Regions from separate parts of the Mus musculus genome. Here region 2 is linked to region 1. Evidence: chromatin contacts called from public Hi-C data. All regions are on one chromosome and are shown on one strand. The core of a region is the stretch at or near the end of the contact, and the rest is flanking DNA. Distances in the headings are between cores, read along the strand shown. Region 1 has its middle 390 kb from the start of Mir6344. Region 2 has its middle 180 kb from the start of Mir6344.

The links. Hi-C and Micro-C count contacts between places; a contact is called where the count stands out from the background.
Region 2: a Hi-C map of the 3T3-L1 cell line shows a contact between it and region 1, with 2.6 times the contacts expected there. The contact joins two enhancer-like sites. A contact is called at or near these places in 6 of 484 Hi-C or Micro-C datasets (the 3T3-L1 cell line, the F1.1 cell line, the Patski cell line and 2 more) and 2 of 115 datasets of contacts at active chromatin or transcription factors (fibro-adipogenic progenitors and pancreatic cancer cells).

Annotation. Positions count from the first base shown.
Region 1 is chr1:81,738,720-81,741,847 of GRCm38.p6, reverse strand. It overlaps the pseudogene Gm5530. Among named protein-coding and RNA genes, the nearest start is that of Mir6344, 390 kb to the left of the region's middle. Within about 2 kb of position 1,592, at least 37 of the 459 cell types and tissues checked have an H3K27ac peak or open chromatin away from gene starts, as enhancers often do.
Region 2 is chr1:81,949,336-81,952,463 of GRCm38.p6, reverse strand. No RefSeq gene overlaps it. Among named protein-coding and RNA genes, the nearest start is that of Mir6344, 180 kb to the left of the region's middle. Within about 2 kb of position 1,418, at least 40 of the 459 cell types and tissues checked have an H3K27ac peak or open chromatin away from gene starts, as enhancers often do.

The DNA.
Region 1 (3,128 bases), core at 343-2,842:
GGGTGCCCTGTTGTACAATTATGCTCCCAAATTAGAGTTTATTTTTTAGAATTCTGTCATGTATTTGTTTTTATACATTCTTAAGGTTTTCACTGTGAATTTGGGAAAACAGTTATGTGAATTTATATACATAGAAATGATCTTCTCTATGAAAACATACTTTGACTTTGTCTTTCGTTTCCCATTTTTGTGGAAACGTAAATGCTATTGTAATTTAATATAAAACTACACATTAAATATAATTATGATTTACACACACACAAAAAAACCCTATACTAAAACATGTTATCTTCATGAGGTCAGCAATTCTCACTAAACAAAGCTTATGGTAACTGATGTTCTTTGTCAGTCTGATGGCATCTAAGATCTCCTAGGCAATAAACCTCTGGGCAAGTCCAGGATAGAGGTTAACTGAAGTGGGAAAGCCCATCCTAAATGTGGGCAACACCATTTGATAAGCTGGGTGCCTGGAGTGAATAAAAAGAAGAGAGCTAAGCCACCAGTATTCATGAGTTATTTCTTGACTGCAGATTCCATGTAACCAGCTGCCTCCAGGCCTGCTGCCTTGACTTCTCTGCTCTGATGGACTATATCATCAACCTGTGAGCCAAAATCCTTCCTTCTTTGGTCCAGTATGTTGTAACAGCAATGAGTAAATAATGCAGAGCTTCACTTTTCCTTGTGTCTTAGCCTCTTTCTCTCCTACTTTTGATCACACAGGGCACCATTATTTTCATTCTTGATTACATGGCAGATCTTGTTTAAACAGAAACCGTAAGCTCCTAGCTGGTGCAGATTGTATCTTATCTATCTGTGTGAATTGGTGCTTTTGTTTACCCCCTTGCCTAACGCAGCAGAGTCTCAGACACACAGCATGTGTGCTTGCTTAATGTTGCCTAAATGTCCAAATGCAAACTTGGTTATGATGGTTTCTATAAAGGTTGGGAGAAGGAAGGCATCCTTGTGCCCTGTTAAAGGGACCTTGAAAGAGAGCCATTTAGAAGACATCATCTGAAACTCAGATACTCATTTTCTCTGAAGGCCTTGTCTTTCCTTAAACTCTGTCTTTCTCATCCATTTCTTATCCCCTTGGTCAGGAAAGGCATACTGTGAGTGAAGCATCATGTGCAGTTCCTGTAGAACAGCATCCTCTATGTTTCCGAAGCTGGCGATCATGCGACACTGTACCTATTGCTTCATATTTATGAGGAAACGAAGACTCACACTCACTTTACTCTAAAACAAAATCAAGTCTGGCATACTGGTGCCACAGGCAGGATGAAAAGAGCATGGCATTTTCAAGTAGCAGGTTGTTATTATTACTTTGGCTTTCTTGAAGTTATGTGTTTTCCTTCAGTCCATCTTCCTCCTCTAATCTTACAAACACATAGGCAAACCGATAAAGCCCTAAGCACATTTTAAAGTCCTTAAAACAAGCATGTGAGGGAAGTATTACCAAATCCTTGCTTCATCAGGCAGAAAGAAAGCCTCAGAGAAGTTAAGTGACAGCCAAATGGTGCACAGCTAGGAGGCAAAGTTAGAATCTGAGCTCATTCATTCAGAATCTAGCATCTGTACTCATACCTACTATGACAAACTGTTGCTTCTTTGAAAGTTGGCTGTATTTGTATGAAGGGAAAGTATTTTTAGGGAAGAGAGCTAGGCAGCTGACTCAGAGGATCCTTGGAGCTGCGCCATACAAGGATAAGGCAGTATGACAAATAATCACTTCTCTCCTAGTGTAACATCCTATCCAACTCTTGGATGTCCATGTGATTTGTTCCTTGGGTAATATAACTGGATAGTTTCTAAAGAAACTAAATGGCTTCCTAACCTTGGAGAAATTACCCCACTTCTGCCTATGATGAGGATTGCTATGGCCCCTGGCCTGAATGCCCCAGGAGTTTACGTCTGGATGTTCTTGTATCCTAAAACTACCTTAATGTTGTTTTATTGTATTCTTCATGCTTATAAAAAAGAGTTTCATAGATTAAAATTACTAAAAAGTTATACATTTATATGCTTACTTAATATATACCTTATATATTTTTCCTGTAAAAATCAAGCCTCATAAAAATACATATGAGGTATAAGAGAAGCTGGAAATCACCTGAGATAAAAGAGGTGTTCTATTGTGATGGTCTCAGAGAAGGAAATCTCTCAGGGTGAAATTCAGTAACCCCTCATTTCTGACACATGTCTCTTGAGGTGCTCCCATTCAATGGGGACGTACTCTGTGAAGTGCCGAGTGCTGAAAGGTACCTCTGTCTCATGGGGCGTCTGGAATGAGGCTCAATAGAAATTTTCATTCCAGTTGAATGGAAAACACAAAAGGGAGTGTTTTATGGGACTCAAAAGCCTGGCAAAGATGGATTGATTATGTGTGCAAATGGCCTGGGAATGCCTGTTTTTCCTACTACTGGTTTCCTGCAAAGGTCCTGGAAATTACTATCTCACTATTTGCTTTTAAATACAGTTTTAAAATCCCAGCATGAAGCGTCCTCCAATCAAACATCCATGGACATCCGTATGCCCTTTATGGTTTTTTAAATGTGCAGTTATCTCTCTATCTAAATAACTATCTAGCTAATAAATGTCTAAGAGATAGTACTATGCCTTCTTTGACTAAAATATTATGATTTTCCTTTTCTTTGTGAATTCATGTTTCTAAAGGCAATCATTAACGTCTGGGGGAAGTTACTATGTTCCTTGGAATATGTTTGTTACATCTGTGGTGTGAAATGAATCCATTTCTGACTCCTAAAATATTTCGTTTTCTGAGATTCTTTGACACCACAGTGTGACTAAATAAATTACTCTTTGTGTATAGCCCGGTTCCCATAGTTGTATTACTTAAAATTTTCCCACTTTTATTTTCACTGGGAGAAATTTTTATGAAGATCAAATTCATTATTTTGTTGGCTGTATGTATCTTCATTGTATATGAACTGTCTTAACAATGCCACTTTGCCCTCAACAAAATAAAAGCAACAGTGGATGAGAGACATCTACTGTGTAGCTTTGTGATGTGGGGTCTTTTTGCTGTTAACCAACTCAGAATTTCAGGAAGCTTGAATTCTTACAATTCCATCCTAAATGCTCCATTTTTCTCATCTTGTTTTCTGAGG
Region 2 (3,128 bases), core at 169-2,668, 210 kb before region 1:
GGAATGCGGTGGAAATGGATGAAATATCCTGCAGGTGGGAGTTCTCTAATGATACTTCCTTTGAACAAAAAAGCTTTGTCTGCTCATGTGCTGGTTATAAACAATTTTCCTTATGATTCTGAGCAAAGAACATGGTGACTGTCTCCTGCAGTTCAAAGCAGAGCCAGGGGCATAGCCTCTGCTGCACAGAATTAGCTTCTCTGCAAGTTGCATGCTCAGTGTCAATGAAAACTCAGTATTGCCCTGTCATCAGTGAGACAGTAAGCTGACTGTAGCTCGTGAAACAATCCTATTTGTTTAGCATGTAAGTAGACACACAAATAACACAAAATGTTGCTCTCTTTTTAGCTCGCTTCTCCCCATATAACATGGGTCCTAGAGCTGTTAAAGTGGGAGGGACGTCCATCTGGACTGGTTAGTGAACTAGGGCATCATAGGCAAGGGGTCATGGATGCTCCACATGGATTTCTCCTTCTATTCTGTATGTATCTAACTCTTCCCGCCATGTAACTGAACGCCTGGCATAGTAGGAAAAGTAAAGTAAGAGAGATACTGTGGGTGGAGAAGCATGCTGTGCCTGTGTAGATCATGTGCATAATGAATGGGCTGGCAGTTGGACTCTGCTCTGGAGCCTGATAGAAGGGCCATCATTATACTACATGATGATCCATTACACTCTGGCTAGCTTGGCTACTGCAAATGGTGCAGAGTTGGGAACATCAAGGAGCTGAGCAAACATTCTGCCTTAATAACTCTGTGTTCGGTTTATAAACTGCATGAATAATCTGTGACTCACAGCAATGCTGGTGGTGTAAAAATTAACCCTGTCTCATATTTCTCCATGATTGCACCCTAAACTACATGTGTGGTAGATTCACTTTATAGAAAAGAAAACTCTAGTTGTAGAATCTTATTAAATTAAGCTGTGCTGTAACTCTGAACTGGATGAAGGTTGGCGTTTATTTGGTAATTACTGTATCCCAGGACTAGTTATTAGGACTCTGTATGGATTTTCTCATTTTAATCCATATAGTTGCCCTATTTGTTTGGGTTCTTTGAGAATGACAGGGCTTCTTTTGACTTTTAGTGAGTGTAACTAGAGATGGAATTTCAGTTGATTAGAAGCCACTGAAGCCACCCTGAGCCAGTGGATGAGGCAACATGGGTGTGGAGAGAGCAGAATCGATATAAATTTATTAAATTAATATAAGAGAGGAAATCAGGAGCATGGGAAGGATTCCCAAGGAGGAATAGCATCACATTGTCCTACCAGAAGGGCTGTTAAAGATTTTGCTGAGTGAATTTGGTGGAGATTGAGGCAATATTTATTCAGATTGGTCATTTTTTAACACATTGCAAGTTGAAGCAGGGGGGAATGGGGGCAGGGCAGGGGACACATGTCCTCTGTGTGTTCTCTCAGCCCAACTGAAAGGTCATTCACCCATCTAGGGGAGGTCATGTACATTACTTGACTAACTCAATAACTTCCATGGCTTTTGCCCTCCTGCCTAAAGGACGTTTAACTCCTATCTGGCCATTATTCAGCTACAGTAGCAGTCTCCATTTGATATGTATAGAAATTGGTCCAGAAGAGTTAAGTAATTCACCATAAGAACTTAGGGGTGAAACGTGGAGTTCACCTGAGGCAGTTTGATGCCTAGTAATAACCCAGGTGTAGTCACTGGACTGTATCAGCTACTCTACTAAAGGAGATTAAAATACCCTCCACATAAGTGATCGAGATCTTGATCTGGTGAGTGTGTTTATTTTACTTATCTCTATCAGAAAATAGGATACAAAACATTTTTCACTCATGAGAAAAATGATGGTATGCATCTGTTCTTATCCTTTTTTTTTTCAGGGCTATTTGGTTTTCTCAACTCTTGTCATAGTTCAGAGAGAACTGAACTGGGGCACTCTGAAGAATGGAGCACATTGGTTCCCTGGATTAGAGAGATCATGGTATCAGAGTAATCAAGTAACAAAGGGCAAGTGCTTGGAGCTTTCAGTAAATAAATGTGTCCCAGAGGACAGAAAAAATGACCAAGTTTCAAGAGCTTGCCACATCAATCAAGTTTGAGTAGGCTAGGAATGCCTTGCCCAGAAGAGAATGTGCATGACACATTTCTTCTGCTATCACCAGAAAAGAAGCACAGAAGCTGGTAGGCAGCTTCTGTCTCTAGCATACCCACATCTGGAAGTCCTGTGGCTTTCCGTTTGATGTGAGGTGTGGAGGGATGACATCGTTTATCAGGACTCAGCAGTTACAGATATTTAGTAAGGCCACGTTGCTGTGCAAGTATCCCTGACATGTGTACCCTGACACTTGGCAAACCCCATGACACTAGAAAGACACATGGTAGTGTTCACTGTAAACCCCAGAAAAGGAATCATAGCACAGTGGGTCTGGAGCTGGGGTTAAGATCTGTAGCTATAGACACTGTTTTGTCTTTTGTGCCTGGTGTTGTGAGTCCGGGCTCAGGTAGAGACAACATGTGACTGCAACCAGTGTTTGCTCTGAAACAGCAGAAAGCTTGAGTAGAATCAGCAACACACTGGGAAATCAAAGTGCTACTGGTAGGTTGTTAGGGAGAAAGGAGAAGGTAACTATAGGAAAGGCTCCCATGGTTCTCTTGCTGACAATGCATTTGCTGCCTCTGCTTCACTGAATACCTATGTTTGCCTGCTTAATCTCCTATAGTAGCTGTCACCATCTGTGAACTATGCTGAAAATAGACTGTGGTACTCTGCCGTACTTCGCAACGCTGGTTCTGCAAGAGTGTGGTGGTGAGGTCAAATCCTCTTGATGGTAAAGAAAAAGAAATGAGTGGTTAGAAATAGCAAAAAGATAACAAAAACATGAATTGTGCAATATAAATATTGAAAACAGATTTCTGAAATTCAGCACAGACTACAGGGTCCATTGGAATGGATAGTTGGTGTATCTTCTGCATAGCTGATTGGCTTTGATTGTTTGAGGTGTGGGGACATTTTCTTTAGTCTCCACGAGAATATCTTTGGAATGTTCTTATTATTTAATGATTAATTGGTAAATAAATATTTCAATTTATTGTTGTTTAATCATTATTCAGAATGAAGCTGGTACTAATGAGAAAACGATCACTAAG